Regions from separate parts of the Mus musculus genome. Here regions 2, 3, 4, 5, 6 and 7 are each linked to region 1. A link is a contact called in public HiChIP or PLAC-seq and promoter capture Hi-C data. All regions are on one chromosome and are shown on one strand. Each heading gives the region's core, a stretch centred on a gene start, on an enhancer-like site or on the middle of the called end of the contact. The rest is flanking DNA. Distances are from core to core; before and after follow the strand shown. Region 1 holds the start of Disc1 (disrupted in schizophrenia 1). Region 2 holds the start of Kcnk1 (potassium channel, subfamily K, member 1). Region 3 overlaps Gm42056 (a long non-coding RNA gene). Region 4 holds the start of Map3k21 (mitogen-activated protein kinase kinase kinase 21). Region 5 overlaps Pcnx2 (pecanex homolog 2). Region 6 holds the start of Ntpcr (nucleoside-triphosphatase, cancer-related). Region 7 has its middle 14 kb from the start of Gm39283.

Region 1 (4,214 bases), core at 684-3,183:
AGATAGATAGATGAAGATAGGTATAAACGGCAGAAACAGAAGACCAGGTATTACCTTTGACCAGGCAAAGGTCCACGCTCAGCCTGGGCTCCACCTGACACCTTCCCTTCAGCCTGTAATTGGAGACACCTGCATCTGACTTTGAGCCCCAGTCCCTGTTTAACCACCAGGGCCACAGGCAGGTGACTCCAACCCTTGCCACATCCAAGGGAAGATGAGGATGGTAGCACCAGCCCCTCACCGGTGTGAGGGGGACCTCATCAAAGGGCAGGACCAAGTGCCTGGCCCATGCACTCTCTGCAAAGTGGCACCTGTCGCCTGTAGGCTGTCACCTGCCCCAGTTCCAGATGTTCTGCTCTCCATCCCAGGGCAGCACTCTCAGGGCTAAGGTAATAATTACAGCCCAGGTGCTTTCTCTTTCTTATAAACAGAAGAGAAAGCCCGAGACTTGGAGAGACAGCTCAGAAAGCAGGTTTCTCATCCAGGGCTCTATTTGCTGTGGGCAGAATCCTGGCTAAACCTCAACGGTCTCCATGTCAGGTGCCAAATGTCTTTTCAAATACCCTGTAACTCAGACACTAACATGTCACACTGGCATTCCTGTATTGCCCACGATTATTTAGGTCTTGCATGGTCAAAATAATACTTAAGGACCCGTGCGTAGTGGAGCACACCTGTAATCCCAGCACTTGGGAGGCAAAGGCTAGCAAATTGGAGGCCAGCCTGGGCTAGGCAGCAGATTTAAGGCTAGCCTGGGCAACTAAGAGATTTTTGAGAATTTGCTTTGTATCGCAGAGATTTGGCCAGGGGTTTCATGTCCTCCTACCACATTAAACCCCTTTTAAAATCTACCACGTAGGCAGGAAAATCAGCTCCATTTTACAAATTGAAAAACTAAGGCATTCCCGAGTCCAGGATGCGGGTGCAGAAGACTCTTACCCTACACCCACCTACCAACCCTGTATTTTCCAACTCCCAATTGCAAAAATGTCTTCATAGAAGCCAGTTAAGGAGGTAGGGAAGCTAGTGATTAGTGCTCCTTTCACAGATGGGTAAACTGAGGCTCCAAGAGCCAAAAGAAGCTCCTAAGTCCTTTGCCTTCTCTCCTTGGCACAGCACACGCCCAAACTGCAAAGCCCAGTCTGGAGCAGATCTCCGTGCTTGTTTTATTTTTCATTGTTCTGATTTGATTTTGGTTTTTGAGATAGAGTCTCACTATTGTAGCCCAGATTGTATTAGAAAGTCTCCACAGTCTTCCTGTCTCTCGAGTGCTAGGAAAAGAGGCGTGTGCCATCACGTTCTTTTCTTGGGGTTTCTGACAGTGAGTTGCTGAGGTTGAAAAGCGGCCACCCACTTAACTCGATGTCATCACCGGGGTTGGTACGTGGCCCAAGCTGACAGAGGAAATGGAGCGGGTCCCCTCAGCCTGCGCTGCCCTGCGCGTCACAGTCCACACTCGGAAGTGGGCGGCGAGCAGCCCCACGGGAGGTGCGGGCTGCAGTTCCCACACCTCTCTCAACCTCGCCCCGCGTCCCCGCAGCGTCTGCGCCGGCCACCCGAGGGAGTCCTGGGATCGAGCTGCACTTGGGCGCTGCGGAAACCTTCGCGGCCACCGGGACCTCGCAAGGAAGGAGTGCGGGCGCGCCCTTCGCCGACTGCGCCTCAGGGCGGCCGGACTCTCGGGACGGGGACGCGCTTGGACGGGAGCTGCAGTGGGAGCTGGGGACACGACCGCCCGCACCCTGCACTCCCCGCTCACTGCCTCGATTTCCCTCCCCTGCATCAGGGTGCGCCCGGATCTCGGCAGGCCTCGTTCGCCCTCCTCCAGAACCCCGGGCCCTACCTGCGCCGTGGCTCGGACTGTGGATCGGAGCGCCCCGGGGACCCCCGCCCTGCATCGTGCGGCCGGCTGCGCCCCGGACGGCGGTGACTGTGGTGGTGATGGTGGTAGCGGCGGCCGCGGAGGCGGCGGGAAACGGGCAGGGGGCCGAGCCGAGGGCTGGCTTCTTCCTCCTGCCCAGGACCGCCGCTTCCTCTCCAGCCTCGGCCCCTCGCTAGCGCGCGCGCGCCGCCCCTCGCGGCTCCCAGACCGCAGCGCAGAAAGTTTTGCTTTTCACTTGGAGGAAACCAAGGAGGGGAAGTGTGATGGGGCAGTGTGGCCAGGGACCGAAAGACTGGGCGCTTCCCAGACCCTGGGAGTAAAAGGCGGGGTGGTCAAGAGAGGGACTTCTTCCTACCAAGTCGCGGTGAAGCCGAAGGAAAGTGACAGATGACAGGTCGGGGGGGGTGGGAGCAGCTGTTAAAAATGACTTGAGAATCGAATCTCTGGCAGCACGGGGCTGGCCAGGAGCACGGCACAAGCCTTGGCTTGTGCCAAGCTCCTGGCAGCTGGCTCACCTCCCCCATCCCTTCCCTTTGGCTGCTTCAGCAAAGCACCTGCTACAGGACAGTGGGTACAGGAAGTGCCAGTCAGGGGTTAGGCCCGTCATAACCTCGCCTCTGGACCCCGAGGCAAAAATAAACCTACAAAACTGAACTGCATGGAGTCAGCCGGAGACCTGACTGTGGGTGGAGCATGGGGCAGTGGGAAGAAGCCTGGGAGAGTGCGTGCTGGAAGGGAGGAGCCTGTGGCCCTAGAAAAAAGACCAGGTGCTGGAAAGGTGGGCCAGAGCAGTTGCCTCTTACCAGGAACCTTCGGGTAAGCACGGGCGGATGCGGCTGAAGTTGATAAAGACATGAGCAGAGTCAGGATTTAGTGCAGTGGGTAGGGTAACAGGGTTGAAAAAGGCACTGTGTTGGTATCCTAGTTTGCTTTACCTGTCAGTGTGACATAGCCTAGGGTCCTGTGAGCAGAGAGCTTTAGTCCATGATTACCTAGATCAGATTGGCCCGTATCGCGTCTGTAAGAAAGGTCTGGACAGTTAACTGGCCTTCGAAGGCCCAGCCCACTGTGGGCGGCACCATTACCTAGGTTTCGAACTATCCAAGAAAGCTAAGTGAGCTGAAGCCCATCTACGAGCCAGCTGGCAAACAGCGTCCTCTGTGGTTCCTGCTATACCTGATTGGCAGTGAAGTGAGCTCTCCATTGGAGGTTAATGCTGTGTGCTATAGCAAGCAGGCCTGCCTTAGGTTCCTGCCTTGACTCCCCTCAGTGATGGCCTGCGATCGATCTGAAGTGGTCAGCTAAAACGAATGGAACGCCTCTCCTCCTCAGGAGGCACTCCGTAGTAAATACAGTTGAATTGGCCAGCCTGCCATAAACACTCTCAGGTCTACCTGACTCACTCCCGAGGATAACTAGGCATACCTCTGAATATATAACATAAACTGTCTTAAAACAGGGGCTGGAAAGCTGGCCCAACAGTTCAGAGCACATAGCATTCTTGCAGAGGATCAGAGTTCAGTTTCACAGCATCTATCCTGAGTAGCTCACTGCTACCTGCAATTGCAGCTCCAGAGGACTAATCAGGCACCCTCTTCTAGCTATCCCTGTCACCATCACGCAGACAGACAGACAGACAGACAGACAGACACATACACAAAATGAAAATGAATGTTTTAAAACTTACAAAATTATCAGAATCAGATTAAAAAAAAACCTCAGTTGCCACTTTGTTCATGAGCACCTGTACACATGCGTGCTCACAGATGCACACACATAAAAGTGAAGATAGTTTCATCTCCTGGGAGCGCTCACCAGGAGGTGACCTCAGAGAGGATGGCATGTTCTGAGGATAGCAGCCAGCCTCTTTCTCCAGCTGCCCTGTTGTTACCCCCATGGGTTCGTGAGCATGGTGGCCAGGGCAGGTAGGGATGGATGTGGCAGTGAGCTCGGCAGAGTAGATCTTTATTCACCCAAGCCCACCCAGCCACAGTAGCCACCATGCCTGGCAGGAAAGACCAACACAGAGTCTAGGACACAGCACTGCCCCCTGGTGGTCAGCCAGCTTCTTAGTGCTTGCTTCCTCACATTAAGCACTTCCATCAGCCAAGGGGCAGCTCTATGACCTTATATGTTCTCTCATAGGGCATTCATGCCAAATCCCATGGCCCTTGGTTCATGCCTTGTAATCCCAGCACTTGGGAGATTTACTGCCACAAGTTCAAAGCCAGCCTGGACTACATTTATTTGTGTGTTTTATGAATACCTGAGTCCCTGCAGAGACCCCTGTCCACTGTTACGGTGTGCCATGCTCCGCTGCTCCCAGAGTTCA
Region 2 (4,214 bases), core at 1,157-3,656, 940 kb before region 1:
ACACCCCACTCCCCTCTCGAGGATATTTCAGGAGTTGTGGTGATTCCTAACATTAGGGGCTGAGCTCACATTAAACAAAGATTCCCCAGAAGAAATGGGATCTGAACTAGCTTTTGATGCATAGGATACCAGGATTATACAAGAACTTCAGCACTGCCCACAAACGCCACCTAGGAAAAGCATGCTTTCTCTCCTGGCTCTTCCTATCCCTGCCCTGTCTGCCAGGCCCGCAGGGTAAGGGCAGTCTTCATTCTCAAACTGCTCAGCCAACGTTGTGAGCCAGTTGTGAACTTTATGTAAACATTCATGTCTATGGTGGAGGAGGGATTTACACTCTGACACAAATAGGATCCAAAAAGACCTGACTGGCCTGGGTGATGTTGAGATAAAGCCGGGACTGTGAGCAGCAGGGGGGGGAGGAGACTTTTCTTTGGAAAGTGAGCCAACAGGTTTGTCTTGTTTCGGCATCCATTTAACACAGTTTTTTTTTTTTTAAAAAATACCGCAACACAGCCTAGAACTCTTTCTGTGTCGATTACAAGTTCAGGAACTCACCCCAGATTTCCAAACAATAAATTTACCTGATCTGGCTGGAGGTTGGGTGTTTACAATAGTGGGTAATTAATAAAATAATTTACCCGGCCGCAGCCCAAAGGAAGTTGAGAAGGGTCAGCCTGAGAGGCAGAGAGGAGGGAGAAGGAACGGCTGGAGTAACCCAGGTGCAGTTGAGTCACTTGCAAAGGTGGGGCAGGGGCATAACACACTGTTCCTGGCAAGAACTCACAAGGCTCGGATTCCAGAGTGTCCCTGGGCACTGTGTGACCTTGTGCCTGCCAAAAGGGGCCATTTCAAAAATTGGATCTCATGCATAAGAAGAAGGCACGGTACTGAGGCCCTTTGAGAGTCCCTCTGGCTGTCCGTGCACCGTTTATGTCCTTCCTAGCCTGCACGCATGGCTAGCCACCACTGACGAAACCTGGCCTCTCTCCATCTAGTCTAACTGCTATGCCCCTGGGCATGTATGTTCAGCTGGATTTCTAAGCCTCTTGAAGACGTTGAAGCCTCAAAGTAGAAGAGAAGCTCAACGCACCTAAAGTTGAAGTAACCGCTGATTCAGGAAGCCCCACCATGTGGGGCCCAGGTCAAGTGACTCCCTTCCCTTCTCCCACCCTTCCTCCTACTCTGAAACCCCCATAGGCCTGCCTGCTTAGAGGTCACCTGCAGAGAGCAGAGTGATGTCACCACTGTCCCCAAAACAGATCCAAAGAAGCTGTAATAGGTCTACAGTAGGGAAGGGAGTCACAGTCATGAAGGTGACCCATCCAAGGGTCATTGCTAGGTTTCTCGGCCTGGGGTCTCTGGGATGGGGCCAGAAGGAGGCGAACGCTCTTAAGCACAGGATACTCTCCTCATCTCCTGGTCTTGCTGCTCAGTTGCCAGGACAGAAATGTCGGGGACCTACCCTCCCATCAGCTCCTACCTGCTCCTCACAAGGACGGAGAAGTGAATGAGACCCCTGCAGCCTCAAGGTCCAGAGTGTTTGAGACCATTCCCAAAGAGTAACAGCTGCAGTACCCATATCGTGCTCCGGGGTCACCTCACTGGCTGCCGCCACTGCGAGCCACCGCAGGATGCGCCCAGCGGAGGCCTGGGGACGCCGGGGTTTGGGGTAAGGTGGCAGCAGCGGCCCTACCTGTGGTGGAGAGCACGGTGCTGGCGAAGAAGAGCGCCGAGGTGAAGTCCCAATTCCAATTTCCCGAGGCGTTGCTGAGCACCGACACTCCATAATTGCTGGCCTCCAGCACGCGGCCCAGGAACTGCTCCAGCTGCGGCTCCGACAGGCACTCGTGCTCCTCCAGGAAGCGCCGCTTCAGCTTGCGCAGCTCCTGGCGCAGCAGGTCCTCATAAGGCAGCTCCACGGACGAGAAGACCACGGCGCCGAACACCAGGTAGAGCAGGTAGCCCAGCACCAGGAAGCCGAAGCACCAGGCCGAACGGTGCCGCTCCACCAGGCGCACGCACGAGCTGCCGGCCAGGGACTGCAGCATCTTCCCGGCGCCCGCGCTCCGCGCCTCCCGCCGCCGCTCCCTTTCCTGGTTTCGTGCAAATACAAGAGGCCAGATGATGTGGCGGTGACGTGGTGGCCGGCTCAGGTAGCGGGAGTTGGTCGGGCGGAGCGCTCTCACCCACTTGGCGGGAGCTGCTGGCTGCCCGCGCCCCCTACCTGGCTTCCGAAACCGGAAAGTGCAGGTTTGGTGGCGCCAGACCCTGGCCAGGCCACCCGGAGGCTGCCTGGCTCCCTCTTCCCTTCCCCAGTGCAGTCAGCAGGCCTGAGCTGAGAGAGAGAGAGAGAGAGAGAGAGAGAGAGAGAGTGTGCGCGCGCGCGCGCGCGCCACCGTAACCCCCGTCCTAGCTACTTTTGTCCCCCCAGGCATTCCTCCTGATTAAAGCTACTATAGCCAAATACCAAGGGTACAGATAGATCCTGTCTTCCTCTGTCTTGTTGACTGGACAGCTAAGCCATTTGCTGCCCAGACTATTGAAAATACAATGAACCTCTTTCTAAAAAGCTACTTGAATCCTCTCCTGACCCCATCCTCCACCTGGAACAGGAAAACACAGCTTCTGGATTTTAGCCTAAACAATACCCCAAACTTTAAGGACTTCGTGGTCAGGAGACAGAAATGGAAATGTGCGCTAGGGCACGGAGGAACTGATGGTGGATGAGGTTGGGTTCTACATTTCTGCATAGACATGTGCAGCCGTGTGCTTCTAGAGTCTAGCTGTGTGCTTCTAGGGGTGGGGGTGGAGGACCTGACTCTGTGACACTTCCTAGAGAAGGATGACAGTCACATACATAAGACTCAGCATAGCTGTATCCTGTCTTATATATCGTGCCATACATCATACCTATTGTCTTAGGTTTTTATTGCTGTGAAGAGACGCCATGACCACAGCCGTTCTCATAAAGGAAAATATTTACCTGGGTCTGGTTTACGGTTTTAGAGGTTTAGTCTATAATTATCATGACTGGGAACATGGTGGCACACAGGCAGACATGATACTGGAGAAAGAGCGGAGTGTTCTACATCTGGATTGGCAAACAGGAGAGAGAGAGAGAGAGAGAGAGAGAGAGAGAGAAAGAATAAAACTGGGTCAGCGTGAGCATTTAAAACCTCAAAGCTCAATCCCCTGCGACACACTTCCTCCAACAAGGCTACACCTCCTAATAGCGCCACTCCCTATGAGCCTGTGGGGGCCATTTTCATTCAAACCACCACTCCACACACAGAGGTGTATTTTTGTCATTACATGCACATGGAGTCAAGAGTCAGGGACATTCTAAAGGCTCCTAACTAGGGGAATGGGAGCAGGAAAGATGACGTAGTGGTAAAGTACTTGGGTACCCAGACTTGTGGTCAGACACTCAGGACTCGAATTAAAAAAAAAAATGTTGAAGCATCATCATCATCATCATAGCATTATCATTATTATCAATGTCTCCAATGAACTCCGGGAATGGACTCCGGTTGCCGGGACCGTGGTTAGCACCTGGACTGCTGAACCGTTCCCCAGCCAAGATGACATCTGATCTTTAAAGATGAATTTGAAGACTATGCAGACGTAAGCACAGCTGTCTGGAATCTCAAATATGCGAACCGTTTATGCTGTACCCTGTAACAGAACTGTGTCTGCAAAGCAGGCTAACATGTAGAAGTAGAACTGCCTCCAGCAGCTGTTTGTGGGGAAGTAGAGGAGAGAGGTAGCTTCAATTTCTTATATTAAAAAAAAATACTCCTCATCTATGGTAGATGATATCAGTAAGAGAAAGCATTAAAGTAAATCCGAATTAATCTAAATACTTGGAAAATTCCATCATCTGCCTACTGAACAGACGTTCTTAGAAGTCATATATTCATAGAGAGTGTGCAGCAGATTTACTCTTTTTTTTTTTTTTTAATTTTAGTGAATAATCTCACCTCCTGCCTTCCTCAGAGATCCCTCCACATCACTCTCTGTATTTCAAAGTCCCCCCATTGGTCATCCATTTCTTCCTTCTTCCCCTCTCCCAAGGACAAACACATCTTGTTTTCTAGGGGAAACAGTAACCCACCACATTGGGTGTTTGCTTTCTGAGACACAGAGCTGCGCTCCAGCTCTCTGAGAACCCGAGTCACGCTCAGCCGTCCTTTCCTCCTCACACACTGTCCTGT
Region 3 (4,214 bases), core at 864-3,363, 910 kb before region 1:
GCATCCTTAGCTGATCAAGTAGGGCTGTCTTCACTGATATGGCATCTTATGTGTAGTCTGTCTGCTCAAATATTCGCTCACATCATGGGCAAAATTGGATTTTTTTAAATCTATATGTTTTTGCATTTTAAGTCCATAAATTAAATCCATGATGAATTTTGAGTCAATTATTGCAGAGGTAGGAGATTTAAGTCAGGGATCATTTATTGTCTGGTTCTATCCAGGAAGTCCACAGCTATTGCTGACAATTCCATTGAGCTGCTTCTGAGTGGATTCCTTCCACTAATTGTTAAATTTTAGTTACAGTGTTGTCACATCACAGTTATTCACTTGGTCCTTCTTTCTTTCTATTTCTTTGGGGGAAGGGGAGGGAAGGGTCCATTTGGCTTATGCATCTACATTATAGTCTATCACTGAAGAAAGTCAGGACAGGAACTAAAGCAGGGCAGGAACCTGGAGGCAGGAGCTTATGCAGATATCAAGGATGGGTGCTGCCTACTGGCTCATTCCTCATGGCTTGCTCAGACTGCTTTCTTTCTTTTTACGTTTCTTTGTTGAGACTGTTAAGAGGGTTTTATATGATATGGTGGAGCCCTTGTGGCTGGTGCAGCAGTGGAAGCTTGGAGTTGCTGCTCTCAGGCCTTCAAAACAACTGAGAACTGAGCGTTCAGACCACAAGCCAGAGGGGATGCTTCAGATTCAAACCAGAACAGGTTTGGTAAAGGACATGTTTCTTTTGGGAGAATAGGGAAAGGTTTGAATCGTCAATCTTTCTGTTAGAAAGCAAGAGTACTGCTATACATGGATGTCCTGAATTCTTCTATCCAGAAGGTAGGAGGAATAGAACTCTATAATTGATATTGAAGTGACAGCTGCTCATGGGGGGTGGGGGTGGGGGCGTGACACAGAAAAGTGTGAGTGTTCTGTTGTCAGTGCCAAGTTCAAGATTGTGTGGGAATCTCACTGTGTTACTAGATTCATGATCAGAGAGCAACCTCACCTCGTGGTGACACCTTGTGAAATCACTCACAACAACCAGGACACTGTGACCTGGGGGTAAGCCACAGCTCAGCTGTGACTCCAGTTCCTCACTGTGACCTGGGGGTGGGCACCAGTTCAGCCGTGACTCCAGTTCCTCACTGTCATACTGTTTTGTTTTGTTTTTTTTATTCTTAAGTGTATGCTTTTAGTACAGAAGATGACACAATACGGCCAATGTTCTGTTTTTCTATGTAGAGGATGTTATCTGTCCAACCCTGATAAATTCATAGAAGATGAAGGCATGGCGTGTTCACCTGTGTTGGCCTATGTTCATAACTATGCAGTTCAGCACAGGGATTCCTGGTTCTCCTCTCCTCTAAGAGATAACATGGTCTCTACACTCTGGCCAAGCCTCTAGTTCTATGCTGTCATCTCCTCGAAAGGTCTCCATTGTGCATGGAGTCATGTGACTATACCAGTGTTGTCTGAAGATCCTCAGGTATACTTCATCTTTGCACAGCCTGGTAAAACCCAAGTCAGATGTTCCCCTCTGGATGAAATTCCACCTGTCTCTGCGTTGCTCATATGACAGCCAGAGATCAGAGTCCGGAGGACACCTGTTGAGATTCCCAGGTTCTTGTGCCCTGGAACAAGGACAAAACACACGGCACTTGTAGTGTTTGAAACAGAGTTCATTAACGAATAGGAAGGCTCTCTTTGAAAGAATGCAGTATTAAAATCCTGAGCAGACTGCGACTAAGGCCTCAGTACCTACAGAGATCTTCACCTCTCACAGATACTGACTCGTTCCGACTGAGACATGGCCCGTGAGTCTCTAACAGATGTGGATTTCCAGGGTCTTGAACCTGGGGAAGTGGGTTTATATCACTTGGTGACATTGCTGGCTCCATGTCTTGCTCCCCACCCCTTTCCTGTCCTCTGCCTGGGAACCAGAGATCCTGCTTACTGGCCCCTGCTGTGAAGCCCCTCCTCTCTGCAGAAGCTGTAAGAAGACACACACACACACACACACACACACACACACACACACACACACGTTCCGCTGTGTGGGTCTTGCTTCCTCAGTGTGTCCATCATAGTGTTTTCTGTTTGTCTATCCAGGGCATTAATAACACTTCTAATTGAAGCCACCGGCGGCCACGGATTCCTGGGTTCCTGAAAGGAAAGCTGGGGTTGGATGGGAAGGACTGCGAGAGAAATAATGAGTCGAGACAAAGTTCTCTGATCAAGGCTCAACTTTAATTCTAGGGCCTGATTTTTAAAGGGGTGAGGGATGGGGGGGGGGGACCCATCCCCCACTATGCCAGGATCGCTTTTTTTCACTTTGTCAGGATCTGTCAGGAAAACAAGCTCAGCGGCTCAGCAGGTAGCTTCTTGCAGGAATCTGCAGATAGGGCAGACAAAAGACTTTACCTAGGTCAGAAGACTCTACCCTAGGTGAGCTAGCAACTGTAGCAAACGAGGTCTGAGCTAGCCTTGCTTAAGGCTGATGGGCGGGCGGGCGGAGGGGGGGGGGCATGGGGGGGGAGGAGCGGGGGCGGGGGCAGGGGCAGGGGCAGGGGCAGGGGCAGGGGCAGGGGCAGGGGCGGGCGGGCGGCACATCTAATAAACTGCAGACCCACAACTATCCATCCCAGTGTCCCACCCGGGACCCTAATCTGAGACTGTCTGGGAACAGCAAGTGCTGCAAACCACTGAGCCGGTTCTCCAGCCCCAGCAGAGCCTCTTCTACCCACTTGGGCTGCTGCCGTGAAGTCTGTCGTGACATGGAATCCTCCCGCCAAGTGGATAAAAGCCATTTTGAAAGCAGGGGAGACAGAGGAAGCTGGCAACAGTGTCTTCACACCAGGGGTTTCTAGGCAGGAGACAACTAAGGCAAACTGGAAAGCTGGGACACAGTTTCCAAGGTCGCTGCCCCCTGATGGGATGTTTTCAATACTCTGAACACCTGCCCTTCTCTCTACCGGTTCTGAAGGGCCCCACTTGCCCCCTTGGTATGGCAGCTTCATGCACGGCGCGGGCTGCCTTTCATTATCACTCAGTTGTGGCCGATGAAGTGTAAACTGAGGCCCGAGGGAGAGGCAGAGTCATCTTTTGCAGCAATTATTTTCTGATAGAATGGAACCAATGACATTAGGCAGCATCCTTCCTGGTCTCGTTTTCTTCCCGCTCTCTCTTACCGGAACGTAAACACACCCCCTCGAGGCGTTACAGCCTTTCTACAAATAGAATCGAATGCTGGAGCTTAGTAGCAGAGGAGCAGGTTAACCTTGGGAACTCACATCTTTGCCGACCACCCCAGAGGTTGCACTCGTCCTAAATCACAGCATCTAGATTGCCACCGCTGCTGGAGAAAAATAAGCCCACGATTGCAAGACCTCATGGTTGGGTGTCCTTTCCTCGACTGTCCTAGCTTTGAATTCTGGCAACACACGAAACCTCTCTTATCCATGGCTCAGGGGTTACATGATTTGTTTCTCTGGCCTCTGAGCGCCTGCACCACCCTGTGGGGACTGAAGAGGAACCTTAGCACCACCTTATTTACACATTACTGTCAGCATTTGCTCTGCTAATCTAAGATAAATTGAGAGGATAAAGGGGTTGAACGAAGGGGTTGAACATTAGCCGAAATATTAACAAGTCTTCGAGGCACCTCATCTTTGTGATTTCCACTCAGTAAACATTACCCCAGCAGGTGACTCTGAAAAGCTCAGTGCTAATGTTATTAATTTTTTTGTCATAATAAAAGAATTGTAATAAGTGCTTGAAAGTGTCTTGGGGGAAATTGCAAATTCAATTTTTGTATTGATGCATCTGTTGTGAGTTATGATATCAGAGGCACTGAGCATAAAGAACAGTGTGATTTGTCATTTGGGGAACCAGGGAGATGTCATCAGAAAGCAAGGTGATGCTTGGTGACCCAGGGCTCAATGTGCCTGTGAAAATTTACCAATAAAGTTCATCCAATGTGATAGATTGCCTGAGAATTTGAAGTGAATTGCAGTAACTATTTACTGAGGAGATGACCAAAGAGAATTAGGGGAGTTGGTGCAAAAGCACCCCCTCTATCTGTTCAGTGAGGATAACAGTTCCCCTTTGAGGTGTATTGTGCCTTATTATCCTCTCGTCAGTTGTAACCTGGACCATATTGTTTCTCCGTTTTATAGGCAAAGTTTCCTGGTCTGATGAGATATGGTACAGCTTCCTGTACC
Region 4 (4,214 bases), core at 743-3,242, 860 kb before region 1:
ACAGCCAGAGGGAATATGTGCCAGCATATAAAGTACCGCTTACTGCCCTGGCTGCTGGCTGCTGGCTACTGTCTTTCTGCTCTCCGAAGACACTGAGGTCCTTCCAGCTAGCTCCTGTCCTAGCAAGTTTAGGATGACTGAGGGGTTTGCAACTGTGCCTGGTCAGCACCAGCTTTGGCTGAATCCTTTAGACTTGCAAGAGATTCCATTTCACTCTGGGGAGGGGAAGGCTCTCCAGTAGTGGAGAGCAACTGCAAACAGCAATCCTGGACTCCAGCTCTCTTAGACGTTCATGCTGATGGTTTGTGTTTAGATTGCATGGGAGCTCCCTGCTAATGCCTGGAAAGTCCACTCTGACTTCCAGATCAGGCGACTGACACAACCTGATATTTCCAGTACCGTACAGGATCCGTGCACTTGTTCTCGGCCCAAATGGGTGCTTTCCAATGTGCAGAAAAGATTTCTCCTAACAGTACAGTCATGTTTCAGAGACAGAGACTTCTGACCCGTAAGGAAAGACCAAGGGCAAGAAGCCATGTTCACAGTGAACATGGTTTGGGGTGGGTGGTGGGGTAGAGCTCAGCGGCAGAATGCCTGCTTGGAATGCGTGAAGCCCAGCTTTTGCAGAGCGTACCAGGAGAAAAGAATTAGAAACTTTAATAAGACACTTGTAAAGTGGAAGGAAATGACTGACGGAGTGCAGGTAATGTGGCCACCAGGCTAAACATGCTCTGTTTAAGGCCAGGGCTGGTAAAGTCCCGTGCAAGCGTATTGGGAGACCTACACAGATTATATGTGTAGTGTCCGATAGGTCCGGAGAGTAAAAAAAAATTTATCTACAAGCTCCTGACCCTGTCTTTTAAAGGGGTGCTCACAGGTAATAACGCCAGGGTAAGTACGAACTTCCCTAAAGCAAGTTAACCAGAGCCTGTCTTCCCACTCTGTGTCAGAGCCAGACCCCTCTCTTGGCTCCTGGAACCTAATTCCCTTGGGGCTAGCCTCACTTACTGTTGCTGGACTTGAGGTCACGGTGCAGGATGGGCACCACCGCCTCCTCGTGCAGGTACAGCATGCCGCGGGCGATCTGCACCGCCCAGTTGACCAGAACCTGTGGGGGGATGCGGCGCGCGCGGCGGGGGCCGGGCGCTCGCGGATCCGATGCTGCCGCCGCCAGCGCGCGGTTGAGCGCGCCGCCACGCGCGAACTCCAGCACCAGGCAGAGGTGCGGCTGCCGCAGGCACACACCCCGCAGCTGGATGATGTTGGGGTGCCGCAGCATAGCGAAGAGCCGCGCCTCGCGCCGTACGCTCTCGGCCGCCGCCGCCGCGTCCTGCTCCGGGTCCCGGCGCGCCGCCTTCACCGCCACCTCCTGGCCCTGCCAGGTGGCGCGGTACACCTGACCGAAGCCGCCGGCGCCGATCAGCTCCTTGAGCTCCAGGCGCTCGAAGTCTACGTGCACAGGCGAGCAGGGTCTCGGCGGGGGCGGCGCCGGCGGCGGCACCGGGCCACAGGGCGCCACGTAGCTGGCCGGAAAGATGCCCAGGCGCCGCTGCACTTGGCCGGCCCACCAGCCCTCGTCTCCTGACACCGCGGCGTCCTGCGACAGTACCTCGACCAGCTGACCGCGCCTCAGGCTCAGCTCGTCCTCACCGCGCGCTTCGTAATCATAAAGCGCGGCCCACATCCCGGAGGAGGTACTCCCCGAGTCGTCCCGGGCCGGGGACAGCGGCGTGTCAGCCGTGCCCTCGGCTACAGGTAGAGCCATAGGGGCGATTGAGAGGTCGCTAGTGGACCAAGTGCGACAGCCACAACCTCAGCTTTCCGGGTCTCCAGCGACGCGTATCATCGGTCCGAGCTAACAGGGAAGGGTGCAGGGCTGGAGCAGGACTACAGAGGTTACGACCACTGCCCGGGGGCTCTGACCTCTGCTCTGCCTCCAGTTTGGCTAGTTCTTCCCCGCAGCCGCTAGCGCGGACAACCGGTGGCGGTGCTGGACCTGCTTAGACTTACGCGCGCTCCCCAGAAGTCGCCCCCACCCTCAGCCCCTCCTCCTTGGCCACTCCACCCTCCAGGTCCTTTCCCCTTGGCACTAGCTCTGGCCCCGCCGGGTTCGTTACCCCTGGGTTCCACCCTCCATTAGTCCCTCCCTAGTGCCAGTCCCGCCCTCCAGGTTCTTTAACCCCTAGAACTCTCTCTGAGTCTAACCTGAACCTGAGTCTCCTGTGCCCGACACGCCCCCAGCAAACCCATTCCGCCAGGTTGGCGTTTCTGCCCCTGTAATTTTGCTTTGCCGAGATTCGTCCTCCCTCCAAGTCTTCCTGGTTCCACCCCTGGTGCCCGCCCTTTCCCAAGTTCATTCTCTAAGTTCATTGGTGCTCCTGGATCCACACCTCTAGGTCCATTTACTTCGCGCTGGGGCAGTCTTCTTAGGCCCACTCTCTGCTCTGAGTTCATAAGGACCACCTTCTTTTGATCTCCTGGATCTGTCCCACCCGTTCCAAATCCATTACTCAAGGTCCCTTACTGACGATCCTCTAAACAGCCGGGTCCCCTCGACCGCCCTTCGGGGACCGCCTCCGCTTTCTAGGTCCATTCTGACCCCGCCCCCAGACTGTCAGCCTTTTCACCTCCACGCGTGACCTATTCTGAGCCCGCCCTCTGGCGTCTCCACTACACCTCAGGCGCCCTCTTGGCCTCGATGGCGGAGTAAGCCTGGGGCCACTTAAAGTTTTCCAGAAAGTTAAAGAGAGAGATCATGGTGCTCGAAGATGGTTGGACTCCTCAGTGAAAAGAGAGAGGAGATGGAGAGAAGAGGACCCTGGAGCTCTAGATGTAAAGTGACAGACCATCCCAGCAACAGATAGACGTTCGGATCCTGGAGCGCGGTTCCAGACAGAGGTCTAGTGTGCTTGATCTCACCGGACTGCAGGCATGGAAAGTCTCCAGGTTACAGACATAGGGAACCACAGTCTCATAACCCCGAAAGCTGGCGCGTTCCTGTGCCTACAGTGCTCCGATGTCAGGAATCCCCAGGTCCCGTCTAACCCTGTGTACCCTCAGACTCCGATGTAGACTACCTTGGAGGCACCTATGAGCTACAGGTTGCCAGGGTGACACAACTGATGAAGCTTTAAAAAGTAGAGAATACAGTTGCAAAATTGGTTCACGACACCAGAACACAACGTGTGCTAAGCCTGAGCGTCCTGGCCGGTGTAGGATGCTCCTAACACGAGAGCACATAAGGAGGTTTTGTTTTGCTTCGGCTCTTTGCCGTTTTGTTTGTTCGCAGTGTCTAAATTTGCTCATCTGTAAAACGGTAACCTCGCGTGGTAGCTGAGAAGAGCCTGGAGGGTGTTTGTTGAATAATAATTCACACCAATATTAATACTTTTTATTTTGAGGCAGAGTTTTGTCCGGCTGCCTATGCTGACCTTGTACATACTTTAGAACACAGGTTTGCCGGGAACTCAGAACAGTGAGCTCTCAGCCTCCTGAAGGCTGGGATTATGAGTGTGCGCCATCAGCCAAGCCTGGCACTCCCTGATAGAGCAAGCAGATGTCTGCCAGCACCCCTTTCATTAACATATTTTCTGGCTTTTCTATTCTTATAACTATTCTTATAATTGTTATTGTGTCTGTTTCGGAGTCTTCCAGGCTCTGCCCAAAAGCTACATAGTAGCCTACAAGGTGTAAGCCATCCTGGCCTATAAGGACTGCTCAGCTCCCGCTCTCTCTCTCTCTCTCTCTCTCTCCCTCCCTCCCTTCCTCCCTCCCTCCTTCCCTCTCTCACCATCTCCTATTTCCTCTCTCTCCAGCATGTTCCCCACTGACCTCTTCCTCTCTCTGTCCTTCTCTGTCCCCCTTGCTCTGCCTCTACCCCTTTTTCAGGTCTCCTTCCCTTCCTATCCACAAACCTTCTTCATACTAGGTCTGTCCTATGGCTTGATTGTTCAGGGAGATACCCTTGCCTGCTCCCTCCTGACGAATTATACCTGGGTTCATAAAACACAATAGTGTGTGTGTGTGTGTACACGTGTGTGTGTGTGTGTGTGTGTGTGTGTGTGTGTGTGTGTGTGTACACGTGTGTGTGCGTGCATGCACGTGCGAGAGCCCAGGAGTGGAGACTGGAAAAGGACATCTGGTGTTGCCTTTCTCAGTTGTACACTTTTGAGATAAAATCTCTCACTGAACCTGGAGCCAGGTTGGCAGTCAGC
Region 5 (4,214 bases), core at 1,253-3,752, 770 kb before region 1:
GCAACTCCCATGGGAGAAATAGCCTGGTGCAAATGGCAACCTCAGAGCTTCATATAAAAAATACATTTCTCGGGAGGCAGAGGCAGGCGGATTTCTGAGTTCGAGGCCAGCCTGGACTACAGAGTGAGTTCCAGGACAGCCAGGGCTACACAGAGAAACCCTGTCTCGAAAAAACAAACAAACAAACAAACAAACAAAACCAAAAAACAAACAAACAAACAAACAATCCCAAAACATTTCTTCCGGAAGGTGGGGATGAGGCTTGGTTGGTGGAATCCTTGTCAAGCATGCAATAAAGAACATCAAAAAAACCCTATTGGTTTAATCCCTTGCACTGTGTAAATTGAATGGGTTGCACATGCCTGAAATCCCAGCACTTGGGAAGTGGATTTAGGAAGATCAGAAGTTCAGGGTCATCCTTAGCCACAGAGTTTGAGGATGGCCTGGGCAACATGACCTTTGCCTCTAAATAAAAACAGAATTTAGAAGTGTTAACTGGGTCCAACTCTGTAAGCACGTTTGCCCTGCATTTTCCTGCCCCATGCGTGAACAGATGGAAGAATGAATGACCTGCTCCTATTTTCAGACATTTAAAATGAATTCCCAGGAAATACTAAGGTGTTGAAATTGCCTAGAGCTGCTGGGTGCACACTGTCAGCTCATTCTGACCTGTTGGTTGCCGAGCATTCAGCTGTGCACCAGGTGGGCGGAGGCACCGAAGGACTCCGGGAGGCTCTGGATTCACCTAAGCGGCCTAAGGTGACAGGGGAGGTCAGGAAAAGTAATGAGAAGAGGGAAGGAAGAGGTGGTAAGGTCAGTGGTGGCACTGGTCAGTGGTGGCATCCAGCAATGAGAGCCTGTGGCAGGCAAGGGATGGCTCTGGCTGGGGGCAGAAGCTGCCTGGATTGCAAAGAGTACGAGATAGAGAAGGGGCAATGGGTGAAAAGTGTGTCTGAAACCTTTACCTTCGGAGAAGAAATGAACGCTCACAACCCAGGCTTCGGTTTCCACAGCTCCTCCCTGAAGGAGAGTCAGGCCACAGGCCCAGGCTGGTGTGCTTTTTAACATTCTCAGTGATTCCATGGTGTGCTGTTTGAGCTCAAACTATTGCCATTTTACAGACCTGAGTGGGATAGACTAGAGCGGTGCCTTGGAGGAAAGTCCTGTCTTGCTTTGCTTTCTTCTACTGTCGTAAACACCAGGCCACAAAGCAAGTCATGAAGGAAAGGGTTTTATTTCATCTTATGACTTTCAGGTCCCGCTCCTTCACAGAGGGGAATCAGGTCAGGAACTGAAGCAAAGGCCATGGAGGAGTGCTGCTTACTGGCTTGTTCAGCCTGCTTTCTTAGAGTACTAGGACACCTACCCAGGGATGCCACAGCCCACCATGGGCTGCCCACTCTCCCACATCAGTCATCCATCTAGAGAATGCCCCCACAGACATAGCCACAGGCCACTCTACTGGAGACAATTCCTCAAGTGAGAGTCCCTCAAGAGTGTCCAATTGACAAGAGGGTCCCTCAGGATTGTCCAGTTGACAAGAGGGTCCTTCAGGATTGTCCGGTTGATAAGAGGGTCCCTCAAGAGTGTCCCCTTGACAACTGAAGCAACAGTGACACCTGCAGGCAGAGGGTGGATGTTATTTTCTTCTTTCTGCAGCAAATATACCTAACCAAAGAAACTTAAGGAGGGAAGGTTTGCTTGGGTTCTCCGTGTGAAGGAGCACTTCATCTTATCAGGGAAGGTCTGACCTCCAGGGGCTGGAGACAGCTGCTCTCATGGCATGCATGGTCAGAAAGCAGAGACAAATCAATGCCAGTTGATCCAGTGATCGGCTTTCTCCGTTTCCTTCAGCCCAGGCCCCAGGCCGTGGAAGGGTGTTATCCATAATTAAAGAGGGTCTCTCACCTCAGTAAGCCTAATCTACATCATCCCCTCACAGCTATGCCCACAGGCTTATGTCCCCTGCGATTCAAGTTGACAGTGAATATTAGTTATCGCAGATGGATATTCAGATAAACTAGAAAATACATGGGATTCTGTAACCGAGTGCTGAATCTGGTACATGGGTGCTCTTCAGTAAATGTTGGTTGAATGAACAAACAATTTGCCCGTTGTGCTGTAAAGTCACAGAAGGAAGGGAGGGTCCCTGAAAGCTGGTGTGTGCAGGGGGTTGGGGGGAGAACATAGGAAGGTAGAGGGCAGGTGGGAGAACACGCTGAGAAGCCTGCTTGGTGGGGAAACGTGTGAACTTTAATTTTTGATGCATTAGAATAAATGAGTGGGGATTATATTATGTAAATTATATTATGTAAATTGTAAAACACATCGATTGAGAATCTCATTTAAATAGCAATTTTTCCTTTAAAAGAAAAAAAAAGTACTATTGACGATTCTGTAACAAGCCCCAGACTCGTCGTTCTCTGTGAGCTCTACCTTGCACTGTGGTGAAGCTGGTCTCTGCTGCACACTGACTGGTTTCTGCGTGTGACAGACGTGGCTCGGAGGGATGCCGCCTTCTCTCATGCATCTTTCACGTCTGTCAGAGTGACTGAGATTGCAGCAGTCAAATAGAACAAACTGTAATGAGAGGCAGCAGCTTCCTGTCAGCCCAGCCCCTCCCTTCTCTGATGCCTCCTTTCTAAGAAAAATCGACTTCCTCTCGGATAGCCTGTTGATTCTTCTAGATAATGCTTGTGCGTTCGTTCTGTGCCTGGGGTGCATCTGATTTGCCTATCTGTTGTCTTATGGAAGAGGCACTTCACTCCCCTGGTCCAGCTGGCCTCTCGGGTTGTTTGAGACCCTTATCTCCCTGTGTCAGGTACCACAGGTGCTGAGCAGCAGAGGTGACAGCTTACTGCTCTGTAGTCAGGATGAAAGCACCCTAAGGAGAGAGGGCCAGGGGAAAGTAGACTTAGGGAGGAAAGGTTTTAGGGGCTCATGGTTCCAGGGTTTTCAGTCCTCCACAGCAGGGATGATTCTCGGAACAGTCCAGTTCATGCTGGCAGGAGAATGAGGCAGAAGCTATTCTCGTCGTGGAGGACTGGGACAAAGACGGCGAAGCTGGAACCAGGGATCTGGTGGCACCCCCCAAAAGCCCATCCTAGGCTGGTGCTCCTCTACTTCAAACAAGGCCCCACCTCCTGAAGGAGCCGCACTGTTCCCACACAGATGCGAATAATAAGGACATAATTCCGTTAGCACTAGGGTGTGGACAGAAAATTTAAAAGAACAAATTTGTATCAAATGAATTCTAGGTTCAGTAAGGATTTGAAGTGCTGTCAAAATGAAGGAAGGGAGGGACAGGGGAAGGAAGGAAAAGGGAAAATGTGGCTGTTGTCTTAGGGTTTCTGTCGCTGTGATGAAGTACCATGGCCAACAGCAGCTGTGGGAGGAAAAGGTTTATTTCACTCTGGCTTTCACCATCAAAAGCAGTCAGGACAGGAACTCAAGCAGGGCGGGAATCTGGAGGCAGGAGCTGATGCAGAGGCCATGGAGGGTGCTGCTTACTGGCTTGCTCCTCACAGCTTGCTCAGCCTGCTTTCTTACAACAGAACCTATGGAGAAAGTCAAGGTCATGAACTTCGAGATTGTCCTAAGCAGGGTCCAAGAGCCAAGAAGCCCTGTGATGTCTTATCTTCTATTTTGGAAGTGCAGCCTATTTATAGAGAATGGAGAAAGGGTGGCATGCGTGTCACCCGGAAGGACTTTACAGCCTTAGTTCCAGCCCAGAAGGACAAAGAGCAGGAGGAGCTGCAGATAACAGATAGTCCATGCCAGGCGCTAACTCCTGACCAGTAGGGCTTCCCCGTCGCAGATGCCTCAGGGGTGACCCCCTCAGAGCCCAGAGCAGAAAGCCTCAATCCTTCCAACCTCTGCTGGATCCTGGTCAGAGCAGAAGATTGGTTTACAAAGCTTGGCAGCATCCTGAGGATTCCTGATTAATTTTTAATTATTGGGAAGACCATTGTAGTCTCACAGGGCACCTAACGAAAACACAACCTGAAAACCCTTTAAGAAAATTTAAAGCCTTGAACTGCAGCGAGCAACCATAAACTTGTAAATGGCATCATTATTTTGCATTCTGTTGCTCGCGGGGCCTCATATTCCGAGGGAAAGAGAAAGAACAATTCTCCGGTAATGTGTTTTTATGGTCTCTTTGCATATTGAGGATGTTCCAAAGAGGCAGTTATAAAATATGATCACACAGCTTT
Region 6 (4,214 bases), core at 524-3,023, 680 kb before region 1:
GCTGCAAATGTCACTGCCTGCCAGATTGCTCCAGGTGTGAGGGATTTTCCACCCCAGCAGAGGCAGGCGGCGGCATGAAGTTTACTTACTTCTAATGCAGTCCCAGGACATATCTGGGACCTCCTTCACTCCTAGATTTACCCTCTGTTCTGGTTTAAATCTAAAGCATCCCTCCAGCCACTCTTGTGTCTGATCAGGCAGATGGTACTGTGTGGGGAGGTCGTTAAGCCTTTATAGGGCATGAAGCCTGGCTGTGAAGGTGGGTCAGTGGTGGTGGGCCAGAGGGTTGCAGCATAATCCTTATGGATTTTAAGCAAAAGTATGTATGTGCCAACAGCAGATGTTTGTGGCCTAGAACAATAAGGAACAAAGGTCCCACACTTAGCTCCTGAGGGTGGAGTTCCCTGGGGCTACCCCCGCTTTTTGTCTTTTATTATTTACATCCCAAACACTGCACACATACACACACCCCACCACCAACAAAAAGCCTGTCACTTTAACATTTCACTTTAGCTCTCATACCAAGCAGGCAGCACTTTTATTATAAGGGGAGGGGAGTATATTTATGGGCCAGCAAGACGGCTCAATGGGGCAACAAGAACCAACTCCTCAAAGTTGTCCTCTGACCTCCACACCTGCGCACACACTCACATACGTAAATAAATGCAACTTTCAAACTCCATATATCCGTATTTCCAAACAGACAACACACAGCAGCCCAAGAGCTCTTGACCCAGAGGCTATCTCCTCACAGGGATTGTTATGTTAAAAACAGCTGAGCAAGCCAGACAGTGGTGGCCCATGCCTTTAATCCCAGCACTTGGTAGGCAGAGGCAGGTGGATTTCTGAGTTGGGGCCAGCCTGGTCTACAGAGTGAGTTCCAAGACAGCCAGGGCTACACAGAGAAACCCTGTCTCAAAAACCAAACCAAAAAAAAAAAAAACCAGCTGAGCAAAGCCCCCTCTGAGATGACTTACAGATGCTGGTCAATATTTAGGAAGAGGCTGAGAGGCAGTGGTGCTGACAAAGGGTGCTTTCTTTTTAAAAGTCTCGCTAACTTGCTGGAGAGGGGCTTAGAAAGCCAAACCCTTTGGGATGTTAGTGAGACACACTGGAGTGGGGCCTGTAGCGCAAGGGGCGAAGCATTACTAACTCTTGAGACAGGAGGCAGGGGTGTAGAGGTGCAAATCCGGGACTGACAGTACTCCCAGGTTCTCCTCGGGGAGGAGGGGAAAGCCTGTGAGTCCGGTGTTCACTAAACCTCTTATGAACATAGGTATTGATGATGGCTCCGGGTGAACCCTACAGCAGGAAGCTGGGGACCCAACTGCACCCTGATTTCAAATGCAGGGCATGCTGTGCAAGGCCGGCGCGCCTCCAACTGCGGCCCCCTGCTCCTCCCCAAAGCCTCTGCCTGTTCAACTGACTCTAAAGTCTACAGAGTACACCTGGGCCTCAGTGGCGCGAGACCCGGGTGACAACCGGTCCTTGGGGACATGTAACCGGTGCTCCCCAGTCCTCCTGGCCTTCCCTCTCGCCGGGTTGCGATACACCAAGCCAGGCCGGAGACCGGACAGAGGTCCAGGCGCTCTACCTCCCCGCCAAGTCCCGCAGGCTCTGGGTCACCTGGAGGCCCGGTGAGGAACACGTGCCGCGACATGTGCGTGGGGGTCTGGGTGCGGGGTGGTCCAGAGCGGGGCGGTCGGGGGTCAGAATGGGCGGCCAGGCTCCACCCCTTACGCTGAAGGCCACGCCCCTGTCGGCAGGGAAAGCACCGCCCCGCCCCGTGGTCGCGCATGCGTTTCCAACGCTCCCCCCCCCCCCTTCCCGACACACAAGGCGCACGCGCATTCTTCCCTACTCCTGGTGCTATGTGGCAGTGGCTGGCTGTAAGGTCTGGGAACAGTCCTATGTGCCAGACTCACGTGAGGTGTCTGCACGGATGCATTCGTGGAAATTCCAGATACTTGGCCGTTGCTACTTAAGTATCTGAGTTCTGTCCCTGAGACCCTCACCTCAGGCTGCAAGTGAGCTCCTATGTAGCAATAGAAACCCTCCTTGAAGGAGCAGCCGTTGGTGGGATTTGAACTCCGTGTACAATGTTCACTTGGCTGCGGAGCAGTCAGCTGGAGAACAGCTAACCTCAATTTATCCTGGCCTCCACCTCCCGAGATGAATATCTGAGACAAGGTAGTAAGAGTCTAAAGATCTGATTAAGCTTTTTTATTGCAACCTGGAAGTAGAAGGAGCTTCCAGTGACCTGACCTGAGCGGCAGAAACGGCAGAAAGAGTTGTGGAAAGCAGAAACAAGAGCAAAAGCGAGGCTTCTCTCCGCAGAGTTCTCCCCTTCCATTGCTGAAAAAGAACTTCCTCACTGACTTCATTCAGCTGACTGGGACGCCCATGCTCGGGGGAAACTAGCCCAAAACAGTTTTTTCAAAGCCAGTTTGATGGTCATCTTAGTGATAGTGCCTTGATTCCATTTTGGCCCGATCTGGACTGCTAGGGGCTCACACAGCAGCTTGGCCCAAAGCGATGGCCTCCTTTAGACTGGAGTAACTGGCATTGGTCCGGAGAACTTGAACCTGTTTGCAGGAGGTTTTCAAGCTTGCCCACGTTGCAGACCTCTGATGCAGGCGGACTTCCTATCCCCAGCCATGCACCGAATCCCTCATCTCTGCTCCATACCTCCACACTTGTCTATCAACCCACAACTGCCTTACCCAGAGAAAGTGGATCCTTACCTCAGTTAGCCTCGAGACTCATTCCACCAGCAAATGAAGTGGCAGTGGCTTTTGCCCGCGATGTACCTGTAGACCCTTCTAGTCGAGCATGCGTGCAGTTGGGCTTGTGCTCAGTCACCCTCCATTCTGGATGAGAAAGCCATTTCCAGGAATCCTTACCTTTAATTGGTTTGCGAATGTAATATACATACACACATTCACACACACACACACACACACACACACACACACACACACACACATTTTTGGACTCCTTTCAGCAGGCAATATATGCCAGTTTAACAGCTCAGTTTCCTGCTGTTTAAATCACCTAAAAAGATTGGCAAGCCACACCTGCCACTGTCATCTCAGTGTTGTTTATAGCCCTGTGTTACTCTAATGGAGTATTATTACTTCTTATCCCAATGGGTAACTTGCCTTCCGCATCTTGCACCTGCATGGACTCAGAGAATGGCTGATGTAAGCAAAGCAAACCCATGGGAGAACCTTACACAGAGAGACAACATGTATAGAATCCTAAGTGCTTCTTGTATCCAGAATATTCATTTTAAATATTAACCCTCTAGAATTTTCCATCGCTGGCAAGGGGACTGGAATTGTAAGGCGTTCTGGGAGTTGGGTTGTTTTCGGTAGCTCAGAGACAGAATCGACATAGAGAATCAATACCGGAGGAAACAAAGAAAATGTCTACATCGATCTGCTTGGCCTTGGGCACTCTCCCTCTTCCTCTCCTTCTCTCTTTTTAAGACAGGATCTTTTCTGTAGCCCAGGTTAGCTCAAGCTTCTCCTGCCTCAGCTTCCTCAGTGTTGGGATTACAGTCATTCGCCCCCAAAACAAGTTAGATGGAAATCCTTCATCCATTAAAAGAAAAAAAATGAGATGACAGTAGTATGTTCACTATATGATAATTCATTGAATGAGTGCTCACTTGGTACAATTTCCACGAAATAACAACATAGTTTCAATGATTTATATGTAGTAAATTAGCATCAAAGGGTCACAGCAAGTGAGTACAATACTGATTTCAAATTTGGTTATCTTGACTCGTGTGTGTGTGTGTGTGTGTGTGTGTGTGTGTTCATGCATATATGTAATTGTGTGTACAAAAGCCACAGGACAGCCTCTGGTGTCCCTAGGGAACCATCTACCTTGTTTTTGAGACAGTCTCTCGCTGGCCTGGAGCTTGCCAAGTAGGGAATCTTCCTGTGTCTGCTTCCCCAGGCTTGGGATTATAAGTGCACAACACTGCATCTGACTTTCTAATATGGATTCTGGGGGATTGAACCTCAATCCTTGTGTGTGCAAGACTTTGTCATTCCATCTAATCAGGGTGCTATGGGGTGGACATGTACCATCCCCAAAGGATGTATGAACACCCCACCACACACAATCTGTGAAGGTGCCAAGACATGCGACCAAGGAAAGTGATCAGTTTGGGAGAGTGGAGCCCTCATGAATGCAACCAGGAA
Region 7 (4,214 bases), core at 1,254-3,753, 650 kb before region 1:
GAGACAGGCAGATCCTGGGTTTTGCAAACTAGCCAAGCAAGGCAAAACTGTGAGCCTCAGATTCAGCGAAAGATCCGGCCTCAACAATAGAAGATACCCATACTGTCCTCTGGCCTTCACAGGCACACAGCCATAATTACACGCCTGCATACACACACTCACACACACTCACACACACACACATTCATGCTCTCACACAATTAACTTCTAAAATAGAAAAATGCTTGCACAGACCCACTCAATTTCATATAGAAATGACTCGAGAATGCAGCTTCCACAGGGCCATTTTCACTTTAGCAGAAGCCCACAGCTTTCGGAGACAAGACTGTGTTATTATGAAGGGTTGGGTATGGCAGGGGATCCTGAAGTCTTTAAAGCTGTTCCATTTCTTGGGCAAAGGACTGGCTCAGTGGGTGGGTAACAGTACTAGCCGCAAAGCTTAGTGGTGGGAAATCAATCCCTGGGACTCACTTCTACAAGTTATCTTCAGACGTGTACACACACACACACACACACACACACACACAAATAACTGCCACCCTGCAATTAACAGTAAAGGAATAAGTTATCTAAAGCAAATAAAATTTTAAAAACTTAAATTAAATTAAAAATAAAATTAAAATGATATAATAAGATAAAAGTATCCTTAGACTTTTCTTAAATAAATAAAAAAATGAACAAAACACCTGGAAAACCGAAGAAGGTGAAGAGACCACAAAAGGTGTAAGAGGGTCTGTACCAGGGTTCTTGGACGAGACAGTCACCAAGTGACCAAAAAGACAGGGGCCAGGCACAGAAAAATTATTTGAAAATGTCAGCCTCTCATAAGAGCTGGGAAGCCTGCTGGGTCACTGCTACTGCAGTCTGTCCACCAGTATGGCTTGAGTGTGCAAGATGCTAGATCAGCCCAGAGATAGGGGAGCGAAGGGGAGAGACCAGGAGGGGAGGGAAGGAAGCAGGGACAGCAGGGGAGGGTGGGGGAGAGAAGAGCTTCATCTATGAATCTACCTTTCCTTCGCCTGCTGCTAAACCTTTTTGGGGAAAGATTCTAAATGTCTACAAGTCTTGCTAATGGCCTTATTTATGAGCCACACTGAGCACGCTCAGTACTCCCTTCGGCCATCTTTGTCTTACAAACTAAACATACCCAGACACTTCCGGCTGGTTAGCTTTCCTTCTTGAACTGAGGGTGCTCAGGAAGGTTCAGAGGACATTCTGCAAGCTCTGGAGTGTGCCCATCTCTAGAGTGCTTTTCCATATGAATAGTGTACGTACTCTCTATTCAGTGAGACTTCTCAGCTCAGGGACAGCCTTATTTAGGAAACGACTCCCATGCTTTCTCTCTTCTGCTGCCCTCAACGACCCCTTTTCCACGGACTTACATCTTGGCTGTATTTCTTTTGGTCTGTACTCTGCCTGAGGCAAGTCCTCTGAGTTGGGTGTGTGTGTCTGCTTATGCAGAGTGGTGAGTTGGGTGTGTGTGTCTGCTTATGCAGAGTGGCTGAGGGAGTCAACCCTAGTGACCCTTTCTCCTTTCTCTGTCCTTGCGGTCGGTCGTAGGCTCTTCCCAAGAGGAAAGACAACCACACTTACTTTAATCATTGATATAGTCCTGGCATTCCACATGAGGCCTGGAGCAGACTCTACACTCAATAAATATTTATAAATAATAGTGAATAGTTTCAGAATTACTAAAGTATTCTAACACAGTCAACTATTTTAAAGAAGGAATAGTCTTTCTTCATTGTTGTCTTTAGGTCTTTTATTTAGAAAATACTTGGGGCCTTTTAAAGCTCTCCATCTCATTGTTAAATTGATTCAGAGACCTAGGGAAGTGAGCCAAATCTATATTGATCAAGATATTATAGATAAAGTCAACAATTCTTAAAATCACATTTCCTGACGACAGAGCCTAAGAAATTTCCTCATAGAACTGACAGCTCTTCATGACAAAGGCAGAGTCCACATTGTTAGCAGGAATCATCCCTGCTTGTTGGTGTGTAAGCTGCTGGGCAGACAATGGGGGAAACTATTCAATGACATGGACACAAATAAATCAGCTGTTTATCCTACACTCAACGTGAGCCAAACCCGGGACTGAGCTGTGGGGATGAGGAGGAGCTGTGGGAATGTGTGACCTTAGAGAACATAAGATGACCACTGAAAGACCTTGCTAGAATAGCATGCTGGGGACTTCCGCTAGAAGGTTGTGACTAACACTCCCTTCCTGCAATGACAAAACAAGCTTTGCAAGAAAGCTCCTACTTTAAGGTAGGTGCAGATAATGACCAAGAATGTTTCAGTTCCCCCTTCTGGTGACTAAGACCTCACCTCACCCATGGCCATTAATATTGCTTAAGGAAGGTCACGAAACAATTGCCAATCCGGAAGGGAGAGGCTAATTACCATTTCTAAAGGGGGGAAATCAAAAAGTCTGCCCTGGCCAACAATGGGCTTAAACCAACTCTTATTGTTATCAAGTCCTACCCTTAAACTATATAAAAAGTGTGTGCTTAGGAGATTGGGGTTGACTCTGCCCAGATTGCAGGACAGTGTGGCATGCCAGATCAATAAATCTCTTGCTTAGTGCATTGATCTCCGTCTCTGTGTTTCTGTGAGTGGGACATCCAGGACATAAGGCTCTTCAGGTCTTACAGAGCCACGGTTGCAGTTCTCCAAACCAGGAAAACCATGCAGCCTCCCAAGTTCAGAAGAGAGAAACTGTTGTATTAGCATCTTATCTAAGTCCAATAAAATCAGAGAGTCAGACTGGATGGAGACCATTGTCCCTCATCACTGATCTTTCCACTGCCTGCTTCAAATGTGTGGCCCATGGAGCTCTGAAGAGAGTCTAAAGAAAGGGTAAACACCCCACTACAAACCCGACTTTTAATGTTATTATTTGAATTTTATGTGCCTTTATCTGTCTACATGTACATCTATGCACCACATGTGTGCCTACTGACCAAGAAAGCCAGGGCAAGGCGGTGAAATCTCTGGAGTTGCAGATAGTTGTGAATCACTTTGTGGTGCTGGGAACCCAGCCCAGGTCCTCTGCAAGAGCAATAAGCACCCTTAGCCTCTGAGCCAGCTCTCCAGCCCCACTCACTGTTTTGAGTTAGTCATTTCTCTTGAACAAATATTCAGGCTGTTACTTTTATTCTAGACTTCGGGGGATGGGGGATGGCATTTCCCTGTTTGGAAAGTAACTTTTATTCACCTTTTTAAATTGTCATTTCAGGGGCTTACTGCCTCTGCTAACTTAGGCCTAGACCTGGAAGCTTTTAGCCTTCATACAATCTTATCTAGGCCCAGAATGCTTTCAACTTCTGAGACTTAATGCTGAATAAGCTCACCCCTTCTAGTTCTTTCTGAACACTGTCTGACTGGTTCAACTCCACTATTCTGGCTCAAACTCCTTGACAAGGTGAGAGATTCAATCTGGCTTCTCTCTTGGCCTCTGACTTTTTGCTCTGCTTGGCCTCAAACTAACTCTGGCAATCTGTTCTAATCTTCTGGCTCCTTCTCATTCTCTAGCTCATTTTGTCTTCACCTGTGTACAGCTTGTTCTCTCTCTGCAATCTGTCTCTCTATAACTGTCCAGGTAAAACTCTTCAAGTAGCTTCCCCCTCCCCCCTCTTGTGAGAGTTGGGATTAGTCTATTTTGTCAAATCTTTCTCTGGTTCATCATTTTGTCTGCCACTCAATTAGATGTCACTTTCAAACATGGGTGCTTCCATCTACAAACTAACTTTACCTTCTTTGTTTGGGATTAAAGATATACAATAAGGGCTGAGTTACACTAAAACTAGAAACAGTTTTTTTTTTTTCAATAAATCACACAATCTTGGGATTCACAGTGTGATCAAATACCCTGCAACACCCATTAATTCTTGTTAATTGGACAGGTTTCCACTCTTCATGCCTCCTTACAGCATGCCCAAAGATTTGCTTTTATGTGTCTTAGCATCAGCAGCTATGGAAGAAGGAGACCCAGCTCCATGCTATTGGCTGTAGCACCCTAACAAGTTCTGCTTAGAGGCCCCTACTGAGGCAGAGTCAAGATTCAACTGCAGGAAAGAATTGCAGGATGAGCCAGTGGGAAGCAGAGTTGGTTGCTTATCAAGAAGGAATTTTGACCTAGAGTTAAGCACAGGCAATAATGGATAGAGCACACCCGAATGTGGACATAGGCTTCTCAAGAATCATTTAAA

Evidence for each region. Promoter capture Hi-C pulls out the DNA fragments that hold promoters and counts their contacts. HiChIP or PLAC-seq counts read pairs in DNA pulled down with a chosen protein or histone mark.
Region 2: an H3K27ac HiChIP or PLAC-seq map of embryonic stem cells shows a contact between it and region 1, with 5 times the contacts expected there. The contact joins the promoter of Kcnk1 here to the promoter of Disc1 in region 1. A contact is called at or near these places in 1 of 39 promoter capture datasets (embryonic stem cells), 1 of 484 Hi-C or Micro-C datasets (embryonic stem cells) and 1 of 115 datasets of contacts at active chromatin or transcription factors (embryonic stem cells).
Region 3: a promoter capture Hi-C map of stem cell-derived epiblast-like cells shows a contact between it and region 1, with 2.5 times the contacts expected there. The contact joins the enhancer-like site here to the promoter of Disc1 in region 1. A contact is called at or near these places in 6 of 39 promoter capture datasets (the 3T3-L1 cell line, embryonic stem cells, liver and 2 more).
Region 4: an H3K4me3 HiChIP or PLAC-seq map of embryonic forebrain shows a contact between it and region 1, with 8 times the contacts expected there. The contact joins the promoter of Map3k21 here to the promoter of Disc1 in region 1. A contact is called at or near these places in 3 of 39 promoter capture datasets (the C10 cell line, embryonic stem cells and hippocampal neurons), 1 of 15 datasets of contacts at CTCF or cohesin (large pre-B cells) and 12 of 115 datasets of contacts at active chromatin or transcription factors (astrocytes, bone marrow-derived macrophages, embryonic basal ganglia and 6 more).
Region 5: an H3K4me3 HiChIP or PLAC-seq map of forebrain shows a contact between it and region 1, with 11 times the contacts expected there. The contact joins the enhancer-like site here to the promoter of Disc1 in region 1. A contact is called at or near these places in 1 of 39 promoter capture datasets (embryonic stem cells), 1 of 484 Hi-C or Micro-C datasets (bone marrow-derived macrophages) and 8 of 115 datasets of contacts at active chromatin or transcription factors (astrocytes, craniofacial prominence, embryonic basal ganglia and 5 more).
Region 6: a contact with region 1 is called in a promoter capture Hi-C map of embryonic stem cells, with 5 times the contacts expected there. The contact joins the promoter of Ntpcr here to the promoter of Disc1 in region 1. A contact is called at or near these places in 6 of 39 promoter capture datasets (3T3-L1-derived adipocytes, embryonic stem cells, hippocampal neurons and 2 more), 7 of 484 Hi-C or Micro-C datasets (the Ba/F3 cell line, CD4 T cells, LSK cells and 4 more), 14 of 115 datasets of contacts at active chromatin or transcription factors (astrocytes, bone marrow-derived macrophages, embryonic forebrain and 9 more) and 3 of 9 other capture datasets (adipose tissue, liver and macrophages).
Region 7: an H3K27ac HiChIP or PLAC-seq map of embryonic stem cells shows a contact between it and region 1, with 2.7 times the contacts expected there. The contact joins the enhancer-like site here to the promoter of Disc1 in region 1. A contact is called at or near these places in 11 of 39 promoter capture datasets (the 3T3-L1 cell line, the C10 cell line, cranial neural crest and 6 more), 3 of 484 Hi-C or Micro-C datasets (the HL-1 cell line, the N1E-115 cell line and embryonic stem cells) and 6 of 115 datasets of contacts at active chromatin or transcription factors (embryonic forebrain, embryonic stem cells, forebrain and 2 more).

The regions. Positions count from the first base shown.
Region 1 is chr8:125,051,914-125,056,127 of GRCm38.p6, reverse strand. It overlaps Disc1 (disrupted in schizophrenia 1), which reads right to left and starts at 1,933. Exons shown (of 13, transcript NM_174854.2): 1 at 1,844-1,933. The coding sequence starts at 1,898.
Region 2 is chr8:125,993,294-125,997,507 of GRCm38.p6, reverse strand. It overlaps Kcnk1 (potassium channel, subfamily K, member 1), which reads right to left and starts at 2,406. Exons shown (of 3, transcript NM_008430.2): 1 at 1,694-2,406. The coding sequence starts at 2,048.
Region 3 is chr8:125,962,695-125,966,908 of GRCm38.p6, reverse strand. It overlaps Gm42056 (a long non-coding RNA gene), which reads right to left. Exons shown (of 2, transcript XR_879364.1): 1 at 2,739-4,214; 2 at 2,223-2,386. Among named protein-coding and RNA genes, the nearest start is that of Gm42056, 4.4 kb to the right of the region's middle. Within about 2 kb of position 2,113, at least 10 of the 459 cell types and tissues checked have an H3K27ac peak or open chromatin away from gene starts, as enhancers often do. A contact at or near this core is called in stem cell-derived epiblast-like cells, where this site is marked.
Region 4 is chr8:125,908,228-125,912,441 of GRCm38.p6, reverse strand. Map3k21 (mitogen-activated protein kinase kinase kinase 21) reads right to left here and starts at 1,992. Exons shown (of 10, transcript NM_145608.2): 1 at 1,009-1,992. The coding sequence starts at 1,765.
Region 5 is chr8:125,822,274-125,826,487 of GRCm38.p6, reverse strand. All of the region lies in intron 19 of Pcnx2 (pecanex homolog 2), which reads left to right. Among named protein-coding and RNA genes, the nearest start is that of Gm51603, 14 kb to the right of the region's middle. Within about 2 kb of position 2,502, at least 28 of the 459 cell types and tissues checked have an H3K27ac peak or open chromatin away from gene starts, as enhancers often do. A contact at or near this core is called in forebrain, where this site is marked.
Region 6 is chr8:125,731,762-125,735,975 of GRCm38.p6, reverse strand. It overlaps Ntpcr (nucleoside-triphosphatase, cancer-related), which reads right to left and starts at 1,773. Exons shown (of 5, transcript NM_025636.5): 1 at 1,627-1,773. The coding sequence starts at 1,660.
Region 7 is chr8:125,697,795-125,702,008 of GRCm38.p6, reverse strand. No RefSeq gene overlaps it. Among named protein-coding and RNA genes, the nearest start is that of Gm39283, 14 kb to the right of the region's middle. Within about 2 kb of position 2,503, at least 15 of the 459 cell types and tissues checked have an H3K27ac peak or open chromatin away from gene starts, as enhancers often do. A contact at or near this core is called in embryonic stem cells, where this site is marked.